3 separate regions of the Mus musculus genome follow, and all the other regions are linked to region 1. Evidence: chromatin contacts called from public HiChIP or PLAC-seq and promoter capture Hi-C data. All regions are on one chromosome and are shown on one strand. The core of a region is the stretch at or near the end of the contact, and the rest is flanking DNA. Distances in the headings are between cores, read along the strand shown. Region 1 holds the start of Ddhd2 (DDHD domain containing 2). Region 2 has its middle 11 kb from the start of Gm24992. Region 3 holds the start of Pomk (protein-O-mannose kinase).

Region 1 (4,355 bases), core at 1,316-3,815:
GAAACATTCAATTAATTGATTGATTAACTTATTTGTTAGAGAGAAGCAAGGTTTCACTGTATAGTTCTTGATGTCCTGGGTCTCACTCTGTAGACCAGGCTAGCCTCAAACTCAAGCGCTCCACCTGCCTCTACTTCCTGAGTGCTGGGATTAAAGGCGTGTACCACCACTGCCTGGGTACATTTAAATTTAAAAGGCACAATACCATTTCTAGAAAACTTGAAATCTGAAGTTAAAACTTTAATTTGAAACTAGCCTGCAGAGAGAAATTACATAAAGTATGACATAAAAGCAGGTGACCTCTTCCTGGAAGTTTCACACGGTCTGTTAGAATTGGGACAGAAGGAACGGAGAAAGCAGCGGGGAACCGGACGCAGAGGAATACCTCCAAGACTTGGCTGAAGCTCTCCGAGTAGGGGACATACTTATTGTCTTTGTCTCCCTTGTAAAACCACGTACACCGTCTCACTTCCGATGGCAGCTCGTCCCAGTACACAGCATACCGCATCCGCTCCCCTAAATGAACATCATATCTGCCCCCATCGGTGGGAACAATCCTCTCATTACAATCTTTTCCTATCAAGAATTGCAAAAAAGAAAAGAAGTCCACTATGTCACAACAACTCTCCCAAATACACTTGTAAGTTACAGTCCAAAACAGCCACAGGAGCTGTACACAGGCTCCACTTGGCTACATCAGAAACAGAATTTGGTTCCTAGGTTTTTTTTTTTTTCACTCATCCTTTTTCTTTTTTTTTGCTCATATTTTTTTCATGAGTAATTTTTAGTATTTCAAACCAATTATATTTTAATGAAAAAAGCAAATACTAGCTGAACATTTTTCCTCTTCTAAGACAATAATGCCTCTTATACACACTTATACACACACACTCACAGTCTCATACAGATACATACATAGATTTTTTCTGAAGTTTTTACTTGGATTAAAGGCAAATTAATAGCAATTATGATATATCCTCACTAACACTTTGTTACATGAGAACAAAAGCGACATGTTAGCTCAGTCTGCAATGTGACGACTCTACACACAAACTTTCTGACTAAAAAGTCAAACACAAGCTAGAATAGAGAAAAATACTTGATAACTATGCAGAAATTTAATACAGTTTTAAAAGGATGAAAATGGTGTAATTCTGAAATTTCATGTTAGTGGCTATCACAGTAGAGGATATTACTTGTTAGTTTTTATTAGAGTCATCAGTTTCTTCCTACCAGAGCCATATGCGTCTTCCAGCTGCTGTGAATCCTCAGAGTTGAAAGGAATCCAGAGCTCCTTGGAATCTAGTACCTTACAATAAAACCAATGTGGAGAAACGGGTTCATAGGAACTACTGGCGTCCATGTCTATGAGTTCGAAGGAACTACAAGAGTTCGGGGATGGGGACGGATCTGACTGAGACAGCTGCTCCTGGTGTGATTCCCCCGATGACATTTCGCTCTAGAAGACAAAATAAAAAAAACTATCAGGAGAATTATTTTGCATCTATTAACACTGTAATGTTCATATGCTCAATAACCATTTTTGGAAGCTGTTCTTGAAAACAGCAATATTTAAAAGCTACATAATTTTTATACACACACAATTATTTGGGGAGAGAAACAAAATGTTCAGCTCCATCATTCTATACTGAGCTTCCAATTCTCCTTAGAAAACTAAAAAATGTCTAATCATACAACAAGCTCTTTAGAAAACCCAGAAATGTCAAGAAACACACGGTCAAAACTGATTGCAACAGGGTGTTTTACCACAATTTTCACAATAAAAGTAGCAGCACCAGCGAAGGCTGGAAATTTCCTACCTCCAGGTGTGCACACTACAAACCATTTAGTGTGTCAGACAGTAATAACAGGTAGGTTTAAGGCCCCAGGCTCTATTGTACATTTCTAATTACACACACATTTACATAACTATTGGAATCTTACTATACAGAAAACAGAACTAATCGCTTAAGAACCATTTTGGCTGATCCTCCCAGTGTGCTTCAATACGGGCTCTGGTACATTTAACGCCCAAACAGAAACTTTGCCTGCAGGCTATAGCTGCGCATCGACCCACCGAGACGCAGAGCCAGAGTTTCGGATGAAAAGTGACAAATGACCTCAACTGCCCCCGGGGCGATGGATGTCGGGCGAGTTCCCACCGACCCCAGCACTAAAGCACCCGGCGGACTAGCGCTGCAGACATAGAAGCAGAACCCAAAAGCCCAGGACGGGAGATGGACGAGCGGCATCGCTGCACCGGGCACGGTCGGACCGCACAGCTCAGGAACCAACACTCCCCGGGCCTCCCCGTTATCCTCCCGAGACCTCGGCCTGCTCCCGCCGCCAGCTCGGGGCTCCGAGTTCGGGATCTAGGAGAGCAGCCGAGCCGTCCACGGATGCCCCGGGATACCGTGCACACTGGAGCCTCTCCACCCCCGGCTCGCCCCGGCCCAGGCTCCCGCGCGGACCTGGACTCGCTCGTCCACACCGCCGCTCGCGCTCTCAGCCCTCGCGGAGGGAGCCCGGGCCACATCGCCGCTGCAGCCTACCTCCCAAGCCGGGCGGGGCGGACGGGCGGAGCCTGCGGCCGCGCCCCAATCCCCACACCGCGGGCTCCTCAGCGCTCCAGCGGAGGAGAGCAGTGCGCCCGCGGAGGCTGCGCTCCCGGTGAGAGCCGGAGGCGCAGAAAGATCCTCCGAAGTGTCGCGAGATGTGCGGTGAGGACTGGGGGACTCGCGCGAGACCTGGCTCCTCCTGCGGGCAGACGTCGGGCGCCGGGCACGCGCCGGGCACGCGCTAGGGGCGTGGGGGACACGCACGGGAGGCCTTGCCTGCGCTGAGGCTTTGAAGGAGGAAAATCGGACCTTCTGACCCCTCATGGGTCCCGGCAACCCCGGTGGGCAGGACTGGGGTGACTGAAGGCTCTGTCTGTCTGTCTGTCCTCCATTCCCTCCCTCTATTTGGATTGAGAGGCTGTCAAAGTTATCCCTAAAGCCTAAGAGGTGAGTCTGACAGAATACGGATGCTGTAAGAGGCAGCAAATGAGGTTTTTGTTTGTTGGCTTTTTTGTTTTTTGTTTTTGACCTAGTTGATGTAGGGTGATGGCGGTGGCTATTCACGTAAGCCCAGCGCTCTGGAGACTGGCAGGGCTAGAGATGCGGATTGTCGCTGGAGCGCCTGACTAGCAGGTGCCACGGGAAGGAAAGACAAGAGGCTTTGCTGGTTTCTAACTTGATTATAAGACAAGGCTTCGAGATTTTTTTTTTCCCCCAGAAACTGAGAAGGAACAAAACGTGGACTTTTTTTTTTTTTAAAAAAACCACATAGTCTCTGCAAGTCAACACCTACACACCAATATCTGCACGTTAATGTAACACCATTTTTTGTGTGATTTTTTTTGTTGTTGTTTTGTGATGGCCTTGCTATGAAGCCCCATATTGGTCTCCGACCTTTAAAAATTACTACATTTATATATTTGTCTGTGTGTGTGTGTTAGGGTTTCTGTTCCTGCACAAACATCATGACGAAAAAGCAAGTTGGGGAGGAAAGGGTTTATTCAGCTTACATTTCCACATTGCTGTTCATCACCAAAGGAAGTCAGGACTGGAACCCAAGCAGGTCAGGAAGCAGGAGCTGATGCAGAGGCCATGGTGGGATGTTCTTTACTGGCTTGCCTCACCTGGCTTGCTCAGCCTGCTCTCTTATAGAACCCAAGACTACCCGCCAGGGATGGTCCCACCCACAAGGGGCCTTTCCCCCTTGATCACTAATTGAGAAAATGCCTTACAGCTGGATCTCACTGAGGCATTTCCTCAAGGGAGGCTACTCTCTCTGTGACAACTCCAGCCTATGTCAAGTTGACACACAAAACCAGCCAATGCAGTGTGTGTGTGTGTGTCATGTATGTGCTGCTTCATGTGTAGAATTCAGAGAATAACTTTCAGGTATCAGCTCTCCTTTCACTGTAGGGGTCCTGGGAATCAAACTCATGCCTTGTCCCAAGGGATTGTGCGTGCAGTCACGCTAGGCCACACTGGAAACCCTCCCCCCATTTGGGGGGCAGGAGCAGGGTGTCCTTAACACTGATATTTTAAAACATTTTAGATTTATTTTACTATGTGTGTATATAATGTGTGTGTCTGGTGCCTGTGGAGGTCAGGAGGCAGCAGATCCCCTGGAACTGGAGTTTCAGGTGATGGTAACTCTGGTTCTGGGAGCCAAATCCTTCCCATGCAAGAGCAACAGATGCTCTGTCGGGTCAGCTCTTCAAGCCTTAGACCTTACTTTTTATTCTGCAGTGCCAGAGATCAACTTCAGAGCCTTGGGTGTGCTAGCCTCCTGCGCTACACACG
Region 2 (4,683 bases), core at 1,418-3,917, 130 kb before region 1:
CTCTCAGAAGTTCATATATGCTTGTAGTTATTAGATGCATGATAGAGAACATCAGGTTATGTAAGATTATATAAGTAGTTAATATTTCTTTAAAAGGCTTTTTAGTCAGGGACTCTTAGATGACATATATACTGTGTGTTTTCAGCATTTTTTTTTTTTTTACATTTATTTATGTGTATGTGCGTGCTGTTGTACATGAGTAGAGCTCGGAGGCTAGCCTTTGGTAGTTGATTGTCTCTTCCATGTGGCTTCTAGGGACTGAGCGCAGTCATCAGGGTTGGTGGAGAGCACCTGTTTTCAGCAGTCAGTAAAAGCCTTCTGATTTTATTATTTTTTAAAATTTACTTATTTATTTTTATGTACATTTTGGTGTTTTGCCTACACATATGTGTATGGGAGGGAATCAGATCCACTGGCACTTGAGCTGTAGACAGTCATGAACCACCATGTGGGCGCTAGGAATTGAGGTTACCTGGGTTCTCTGAACTCCTGAGCCATCTCTCCAGTCCCCCCCACCCCACCCCACCCCACCCCGAATTTTATCTTTTTAGTGAAAGTATAACCAGCTAAAATAAGATTGCATATTACAGTTACTGGAAGGTTGAAAAGCCTGGGGTAAGCCTTAGTTGTTTTCCTAGCGACCTGAGTCCTGCTGCTGGGCTTTGTGCTGAGCATGAGAGAACGCTGCAGATGCTGTCTGAGCTTCTTCACAAGTCCTTTTAGAAAGAAAGTAAATCTCCCCAGGCACGGTGGTGCATGCCTTTAGTTCCATACTCAGGAGGCAGGGCCAGGAGAACTCTGTGAGCTTAAAGCCAGCCTGATATAGTGAGTTCTAGGACAGCCAAAGCTGCGTAGTGAGACCCTGTCTCAAACAAACAACAAAAAGCAAACCTGGTACTGGCTCAATTGGTAAAGTGTTTGCCACACAAATGTGGAGCCTTGAGTTTGGATTTTCGGTACCGACATAAAAAACCAAGACCAAGATATAGCAGTTTCACCTGTGACTCTGAAACTGGGGAGTAGACAGGTGGGATTCCTTGGAGCTCATTGGCCAGCCAGGCTCAATGAGAGACCCTGTCTCAAAAGATAAAAGGTAGAGTAATATAGGAAGGCGTCTAGTCTCTGCAGGCATGTGCACATAGCAAACCAGTAACATCAGTTGTGATTCATGTTACAAGCATCTAGTGGCATATCGGTAACACACTTAATGGTAATAAGATATTTTAATGGTTAATCCAGCCCTGTGTCCCTTTAGTGTTTTTCTATCAGAATTAATTTATTGGCACTGTGCCAGATGCTGCAGTTAGCTGTGGATCTTCACTCCAGTGTTCCTAAACACACTTCATTCTCCCCTTAGCTTCTGGTACCTACCCTTCCATCCCCAGTTGTGTGGTGCGTTTTCATTAAATGCATCTCGTTTGATTTCACAGCATTTCAAGAAAAAACATTTCAAAAGCCAATTTGGTATTTATAATACTGAGGAGCTCTGAAAATTCTTCATTGAAGTTTTTTGAAGTGCTATCTACTGTCAGCTTTCAGAGAACCGTTTGGCTCTTCTCAGCCTGGACGTGTGTGATATCCCACATTTCACTGTCTTAGCCTGGATATTTACTGCCAGGAGGGACTGAGTCTGTCTTGTTTATCTTTTATCTCTAGTGCTCAGGACTTGACATAATGCAGGCACTCCACAGGAAGCGCTGCTCTCATCAGGACTGCTCTGGGAGCTCTGCCCCCAGTGTTCCCTGTATTGACTTCTCCCGAATAGTGTAGGCTCTAGGATTATGGGACCTTGTCTGAGTCTTCACCTCTCTACTGTTAGACTTAGCTCAGTGTCTAATAGTAAACACTTGCGCTATTAGAGAAATCTGAATAGATTGGGGCTGGGAGGGGTTGCTGGGTTGTAACATTTGGTTTCTTTCCCGTTACAGTAGTAACAGAATGGGAAGGAAGGTGGAGCTGGCATGAGTCTTCCCTGGACCTTCTCAGACTAGAAAGGGTAATTGACAGCAGTGGGTGCTCAGAATTATGGAGTCAAGTATTCTAGTGTTCTTTCTTGTGTAGATATTTGAGATCATGCTTACTTTACACACAAAAACATAGACACACACACACCTCTTTCCTATACTATTTAGTGTTGTGATGGAATGTAAATGTAGAATGCTCTGTTAGTGGAGGAGGACTTGACCTGGCTTAGAGCACATGTGATATGGCATTTTAAGGCCACTTGGAGTGTATTAACACCTGAATGGAATCATAAGACTGAGTGGTGGCTGAGAGAGAAAAGGTAACATGGTGGAGGGCAAATGGGACCCTGCAGGTCTCTGACTACATAGGCTGGTGCCACAGTATCAGGGGCTTCAGCTTTTTTGATTTGTTCTGAGGCATACAAAGGCTTATTAAGGTTAAATCCTGCTCTGTTTGTTTGTTTATTGAGATATGTGTATTTTGCCTGCATGTATGTATGTGTGCAGTATGTATGCCTTGTATGCACAGAGGCCAGAAGAGGGTATTTGATCCCTTGAAACAGGAGCTATGGTTGTAAGCTACCATGTGGATACTGGGAGCCCAACTATAGGCCTTTGCAAGAGCGACAAATGCTCTTAACCTCTGAGCCACATCTTTCCCGCCTAAGTTACATTTTTCCCCGTGTGGTAAAATACTATGACCAAAGGTAACTTATGGAGGTGTTTATTTTGGCTTAGTTCCAGAGGGCAAGCTGTCCCTGATGGTTGGGGAAGCATGGAGAGAAAACTGGGAAGCTGGTTGATGACATATCCCAGACAGGAAACAGAGAGAGCAAGCAGGAAGTGCGGCGAGGCTTTAATCCTCAGAGCCCTCTCTCTAGCAGTGCTCTCTACCCTGAGGTGCTACTGTACCCTCCTCTGATGCCACCAACTGGGGGCCAGTGTTGAAATACAAGAGCCTTGGGGGAACATTTCTTAGTCAAGCCACACATGTCTTTTTGCTTACTGTTTATGCTGTAAAGCATGGTCAGAGATGGATAATGCTGGAAATAGCACCATGAGTTAGGAAACATGTTCTGGTTAAGGTAAGGACTCTTCCAGCATAAGCAGTGAGTGAGTGGGAGGCAGTGGACAGACTTGGGAGAGCGAGCAGGAGGCACAGCCTGCGTTGACTGCAGCTTATCTTCTCACCTGTGGCCCTCACTGTCACACTCTAGTGAAAACTCAGACTGACTCAAGTACTTATTTGTCTTACATTGTCTTTGGGTTTTGTTTCTTTGAGACAGTATCTTACTATGTAATGCTGGCTGGCCTGAACTATCTGTGTAGACCACCATGTTCCTTTGACCTTGATCCTCAGCCTCCAGAAAGTGCTGTGATCATATGTAGCTGTCTCCAGACGCACCAGAAGAAGGCACTGGATCCCATCACACACGATTGTGAGCCACCATGTGGTTGCTGGGAATTGAACTCAGGTCCTCTGGAAAAGCAGTGTGTGCTTTTAACCATTGAGCCATCTATCTCCAGCTCCCAACAGAGGTTCTTACTAATGCCTAGAGAATGAAAAGCAGTCTGTTAGTATTCAAGCTCAGGAGGCAGAGGGAGGTGGATGTTTATGGGTTCAAGACCAGCTTGGTCTACATAGAGAGTTCAAGCCAGTCAGGCCACATAGTGAGACCCTATCCAACAAAACAAAGAGACAATGAAAATCAGAAAGAGGGAATCTTTTGCTCTTCCTAAATATTCTTGTTTTACCTTTTACAAGATTTTAAATTTTATTTTATTATTTTATGTGTATTTTGCCTGCTTGTGCATCTAGGTACCACATGAGTGTTGGGTGTCCAAGAAAGTAGTGAGCCACCATGTGGGTGATGGGAATCAAACCTGGGTCTTTCACATCACATGCTCTTATCACCTAGCCACCTCTTCAGCCTTTGTTTTACCTTTTATAATAGCTCTGTAGTCTACATGGTGTATCATTTATCTGTATGATGAGATGTCACCATTTATTCATTCATTCATTCATTCATTCATTCATTGAGATAGGGCCTCTCTGTGTAGCCTTGGCCATCCTAGAGCTTCTTGTGTAGACAAGGCTGGCCTCAAACTCACAGCTATCCTCCTGCCTCTGCCCCCTGAGTGCTGGAATTAACTGTGTGCCACTATGGCCAGTTCAGTGCTGCCTGTCTTCATCTACATGGTGAACAGTTGTTTCCACATCTTTCTTACCTGGCTGTCCCTTGCTCTGCTATGCTGCCTCAGTCCTGTTACTTGTACACAGGCAGACTCTGTGACTGTGTTCAGATATCGTTTTGTTCTAGCCCTTTCTGCTACTTCACCTTTTAATTACTGGACCTCAACGATAAATGTAAGAGATTTTGTTTTCAGCACATTTACCATGTACATTGAAACCAGCAATTCTTTGGATGGATAATATAAATTTTATTGTGAAATATACATACTTAATTTTTTAAAAGAAAAATGTGTCTAGTTGTGGGAGGTTTTTTGAGACATAATTCATGCTTATTAAAACTCATGCTTTTAAATTTTTAATTAATTTTTATTTTAGACAGGGTCTCACTATATAGCTGTAGTTAGCCTGGAACTCGTTATGTAGACCAGGCTGGCTTTGAACTCACAGAAGTCTTCTTATCTGCCTCTCCAGTCTCTCACAGAACAGACATCATCTTCTAAAGCATGCACTGTCATACCTGGCTAA
Region 3 (4,877 bases), core at 2,169-4,668, 240 kb after region 1:
TTTTATTTATTTATCTGAATATAGAAAGATGACACCTGCTAAGGCATACATGTGGAGGTCAGAAAACAGTTTGTAGGAACCAGTTCTCTCCTACTATGTGGGTCCTGAGGGCTGAACTCAAGTTACTGGGTTTGACAGCAAGCCCCAATCTCCACTGAGCCATTTTGCCAGCCCACCCACCACAATGTATTTTAGAGATGCATCTATTGTACTTCATTAGTTGCGACTGACTCTAGGACCATTAGTGAATTAATTCCCACCCCCCCCTCGCCCCAGCCTCATGGTATAGAAAGAGCAACTATACATACGTCTTGCCTCCCATGTCTCCTATGTGCTGGGATTATAAACATTCACAACCACCCAGGTGTGAAACACACAATTTGAACAATTTGAGCCACAGTCTCGGTCACAGAGCCTGATCCTTCCAAACCACAGATTTAATCCCACCCTCACATCCTCCTGGCCGGGAAATACAAGCATTCAATAGTCCCACTGTGTCCCGAGGAACACACACGTCTAAATGCGTTCTACTGGCTGGTTTCATGTGTCAACTTGACACAGCTGGAGTTATCACAGAGAAAGGAGCTTCAGGTGAGGAAATGCCTCCATGAGATCCAACTATAAGGCATTTTCTCAATTAGTGATCAAGGGGGAAAGGCCCCTTGTGGGTGGGACCATCTCTGGGCTGGTAATCTTGGGTTCTATAAGAGAGCAGGCTGAGCAAGCCAGGGGAAGCAAGCCAGTAAAGAACATCCCTCCATGGCCTCTGCATCAGCTCCTGCTCTCTGACCTGCTTGAGTTCCAGTCCTAACTTCTTTCAGTGATGAACAGCAATGTGGAAATGTAAGCTGAATAAACCCTTTCCTCCCCAACTGCTTCTTGGTCATGATGTTTGTGCAGGAATAGAAACCCTGACTAAGACATGCATGGATGAGTCCTGAGTGACTAGGGATGTAGATAGTTGTGCTTAGCATATTCTACGATGCGGTGCCCTGGAGAATACCAACGGGAACATAAACTCCTGGAACCCAGTCTTGGCTGGCTTACCTCTCTACACGCACGCATGCATGCTATGGGCCACACTCCAGCCCCCATCTACTCCTAGGTGTTCAAAGAAACCCTTTGGGAGCTGTGTAGGCCTTTCCCTTCTAGATTATGTGCTCCTTGATGTCTGTCTCCTGTTCTGTTTGGTTTCCCACTGTCTGCAGTGCCTCGAACAGCAGGGACTTGAATGTACCAACTCCTCACGCCCCCCCCCCCCCCCGCGTCTCTTCTTCAGTTCTCTGTGGGATCCGACCTGTAACGCCTCTCATCCACCCATTTCTTCTTGCACCCGGTGTCGCCACACCAACACCATGGTTACATCTTCCCAGTGTCAAGTCTCAACCTAACCTCCCCCTCATCTTACCTGGCCACTGGGTGAATGCAAGCTTCATGCAGCCTAGAGCTCATACCGTTTTAGGAAGGAAAGGATGCTCCCCAAGAAAACAACACAAGGCAGACTGGGCAGATTGCTCAATGGGTAGTGAGGACCCCAGAATCCCAAAGAAGCCAGATGTACTGTAATCCCACTGGTGGCGGATAGTCGAAAAGCTGCTGGACCAGCTAGCCAGACACATGGCGGGACACCACAAAGTGACACCGTCTCAAACAAGGCAGGAGGCCAAGAGCCACACCCATGTTGCACTCTGACCTCCACATGTACACCATGACACACGTGTGAAACACGCACATAGGCACACACACTTTTGAATGTAAAATTGTCAGCCCCTTTCCAGGGTTTTTGCAAGGGATTTGTGGCAGCACACAGAAACTGTCTTTATTGGGGGCTGGAGAGGTGGCTCAGCGGTTAAGAGCACTGATTGCTCTTCCGAAGGTCCTGAGTTCAAATCCCAGTAACCACATGGTGGCTCACAACCATCTGTAATGAGATCTGACTCCCTCTTCTGGTGTGTCTGAAACAGCTACAGTGTACTTACAATCTTAAAAAAAAAAAAAAAATTCTCACCCACTACTCATACTCCAGTACCATATATGCATGTTCAGTCCCCTATGGTCTGGGTGAGCATCCTCCAAAGGCCCATTCATTAAAGACTTGGTCTCCAGCTGTTGGCACTACCAGACAGCAGCAGAACCTCGAGGAGGCAGAGTCTGCTACAAGGAAGCTTCTGTCAGTAACACGTGACCTAGAAGGAGACACTGGGCCCTCAGCCTGTGTCTCTGTGCTTCCAGGATGCCAGGAAGTAAGATGACCTCTCCCATCATGGTCTTCCCCTCTTCAATTTTCTCTTCCACCGCTCTCTCCCGCCACGACGAGCATAATGACCACAGGCCATAAGCAAAGAATCCCACGGCTGAGCCCAAGAAAATCCTTCCCCTTTAAAAGCTGACCATAGCAAGAAAGGCCAGCAACACTGACAAAATGCTGCAGGAACCCAGAATTCATATTTTTCAATCTACTTATTTTATACACAGGAGTGTTCGCTTGCATGCACACTGTACAATATGTGCTATGTGTGCCTGGTGCCGAGGGAGGTCAGAATACAGTGCTGGATTCCCTGAAACGGAAATTATGGACAGTGGGGAGCTATTAGGGAATTGAACCCAGGTCCTCTGCAACGAGTGCTGTTAGCCACTAGCCATCTCTCCAGCCTTAGAATCCATACTATCAGATCTATGCGGAACCCTCTTTGCTTGGCAATCGATTAACACACCTGTTTCTTGTGGACCGCCCAGGCAGCCCAGAGCTTAAAGAAGTGAGTATGTGTGGTCGGCAGAGCGGGAACTTCCGGCACTGTTTAAACACCAAGGCTATTTGATAACGGTGAAAAAGGACCAGCTGCTGTATGTCGACTGCTTAGGTTAGTCAAGGGAAATAAGTCAACTAAATGAATTGCCAATATGCAGAATATTTTACACAATTCGAGAAGGAGCTGGTGTCACCCAATTCAGACTAAATTTCATTTCCCGATAACTATTTAAACAGTCTGGATGTTATTTAGTTTGGACAGGCGAAGGTGGGGGCGGGGGGCATCAAATTTACTAAAGGTCTAAAACTGGTTTTTAACAAAGAGGGGGAGAGAAAGCGAGAGCATGGCGGACAGCCTCCGCTCACATGGTTCAATAGCAGCTCCCGGTGCATGGTACTGGGATACCATGGATACCGGGAGAGGGGTTGCGTGGTGAGCATCCAAAGGGAATGCATGGTGCACCCGGAGGAGGGGTGCGCGGTAAGCACGGGAGGAGCCAGCACCAGTACCCGGTTTAGTTTTCATGATCCCCATGAGAGGATCCACTTTGGGATTGGGTCCGGGGGCTCAGGAGGGTCAGGCTTGGAAAGGCCCCACAGAACCCTGTCCCGCTTCACTACGCCCCGGAGCCTACCTGGCGACCACCAAATCCGGCTCGCATTCCAGGACGCCTGCGCGGCCGGAAGCGGTCGGAGACGAGCGTGAGGCTGCCTCCTGGTGGCCGCCTCTTGCCTTACAGTGGACGCCCGCGCCAGCGTAGGCGCGGTCATCCATACCCTGGTCCTCATTTCCTCTAGCCAAACTGGTGAAGGCCAGGCTGCAACAGCAAGGTTGAGCCTGGGACTGGGGACCTCAGAGGGGCTGCTTCCTGATCTACAGCTCTACACTCTCTGCAAAGCGGTGGCTGCCAAAGAGTGATCCTCAGAAAAGCAACACGAGCAAATCGCAGAGTGAGGCTCAGTGCACTGATAATGCCTCTGGCTTTGAAAACTATGTGACTTTGGAGCTTTGGCCTGAGACGCCAAGCTGCGCGTCACAGATTTCAGGGCCAAACCTCAAGTCATGCGAAGGCTGGAAGGTCTCAGCGTGCTACACTAGTATTAGTACTGGAAGTGAAATGGGAGGGGTAAGGTTGGGAAATGGAAAATCAGACATATCATCTACTTCTAAACTGATTTATTTTCCAGATTTGAAATCAAAACATACAGTGTGTGGGTAAAAACAAAAACCATCTATGTTTATTATCCAAACTCTAAGCATGCTAAAGAACCCAGAATCTTGATCTAGGAAGCACTAGAGGAACCGACAAAACTCCCTTCAAAGAATCCCTGTAAGCAACTTTTGCTTCTCAGACTGACAAATGCGTTTGTGTGTGGTGTGCCAGAGAACTCAAAGGCCAGGAGTGATAGATAGACTTGCTGGTAATTGTGGTCCCCCAGATACCAATGCTATATGAACTAAACTCAGGTTCTGTGGGGCCATCTCTCCAGCACCAGGGCTATTTATAGTAGAAAATATACCTGGATGTATAACAGCAAGTATTTCAGAAATAAATTATAGGCATTATATAAAAAACACCATTAAGAACACTGTTTAATGAATAGTTTCAGTTTGTGAAGCTTTAAAACTTCTGGTGATGATGGAGGTAATGGTTGTAAAATAATGTGAATATATTGGATGCCACTGAAATAAACACTTAAAAATGACTCAGATACGGGCTGGAGAGACCCCCTCAGTAGGTAAGAGCATTGGTTGCTCTTCCAGAGAACCTGGGTTCCTGGCATCCACTTGGCAGCTCACAACCACCTGTAACTGAGTTCTAGAGGATTAGACCTCCTCCGCTTCTGCCCTCTGAGGGCACTGCACACACGTGGTGCTCAGACATATAAGCACGCAGAACACCCAGCCACATAAAATAAATTCCAAAGCAACCTGTTACAAAAGGACTAAAATCAGGAGGTGTGTTATATAGAGTTTGCTATAATAAGTGATGATGCTGCAGGGGGCCACAGAGATGGCCAGCAGGTCAGCGTGCTTGCCACCAAGCCTGACCATCTAAGTTCAGTTTCCTAGGACCCCTCCTAGGGGAGGGGAGAAGGATTCTCACCATGTCATCCTTAGATCTCC

What was found. HiChIP or PLAC-seq counts read pairs in DNA pulled down with a chosen protein or histone mark. Capture Hi-C pulls out chosen DNA fragments and counts their contacts.
Region 2: a contact with region 1 is called in an HNF4G HiChIP or PLAC-seq map of pancreatic cancer cells. The contact joins the enhancer-like site here to the promoter of Ddhd2 in region 1. A contact is called at or near these places in 4 of 39 promoter capture datasets (cranial neural crest, hematopoietic stem and progenitor cells, liver and 1 more), 4 of 115 datasets of contacts at active chromatin or transcription factors (Th17 cells, embryonic stem cells and pancreatic cancer cells) and 2 of 9 other capture datasets (adipose tissue and liver).
Region 3: a promoter capture Hi-C map of liver shows a contact between it and region 1. The contact joins the promoter of Pomk here to the promoter of Ddhd2 in region 1. A contact is called at or near these places in 24 of 39 promoter capture datasets (the 3T3-L1 cell line, 3T3-L1-derived adipocytes, the C10 cell line and 18 more), 3 of 15 datasets of contacts at CTCF or cohesin (embryonic stem cells, large pre-B cells and pro-B cells), 19 of 484 Hi-C or Micro-C datasets (the G1E-ER4 cell line, the N1E-115 cell line, Th1 cells and 14 more), 21 of 115 datasets of contacts at active chromatin or transcription factors (the 230-238 cell line, bone marrow-derived macrophages, craniofacial prominence and 12 more) and 4 of 9 other capture datasets (adipose tissue, embryonic stem cells, liver and 1 more).

Annotation. Positions count from the first base shown.
Region 1 is chr8:25,751,715-25,756,069 of GRCm38.p6, forward strand. Ddhd2 (DDHD domain containing 2) reads right to left here and starts at 2,566. Exons shown (of 18, transcript NM_028102.1): 1 at 2,472-2,566; 2 at 1,234-1,459; 3 at 386-576. The coding sequence starts at 1,453. It overlaps Gm17484 (predicted gene, 17484), which reads left to right and starts at 2,766. Exons shown (of 2, transcript NR_154462.1): 1 at 2,766-3,005.
Region 2 is chr8:25,619,019-25,623,701 of GRCm38.p6, forward strand. It overlaps a transcript of Nsd3 not described here. Among named protein-coding and RNA genes, the nearest start is that of Gm24992, 11 kb to the right of the region's middle. Within about 2 kb of position 2,668, at least 86 of the 459 cell types and tissues checked have an H3K27ac peak or open chromatin away from gene starts, as enhancers often do. A contact at or near this core is called in Th17 cells, hematopoietic stem and progenitor cells, liver and 1 more, where this site is marked.
Region 3 is chr8:25,990,703-25,995,579 of GRCm38.p6, forward strand. Pomk (protein-O-mannose kinase) reads right to left here and starts at 3,419. Exons shown (of 5, transcript NM_029037.4): 1 at 3,385-3,419. It overlaps Gm31402 (a long non-coding RNA gene), which reads left to right and starts at 2,592. Exons shown (of 2, transcript XR_378826.3): 1 at 2,592-2,861.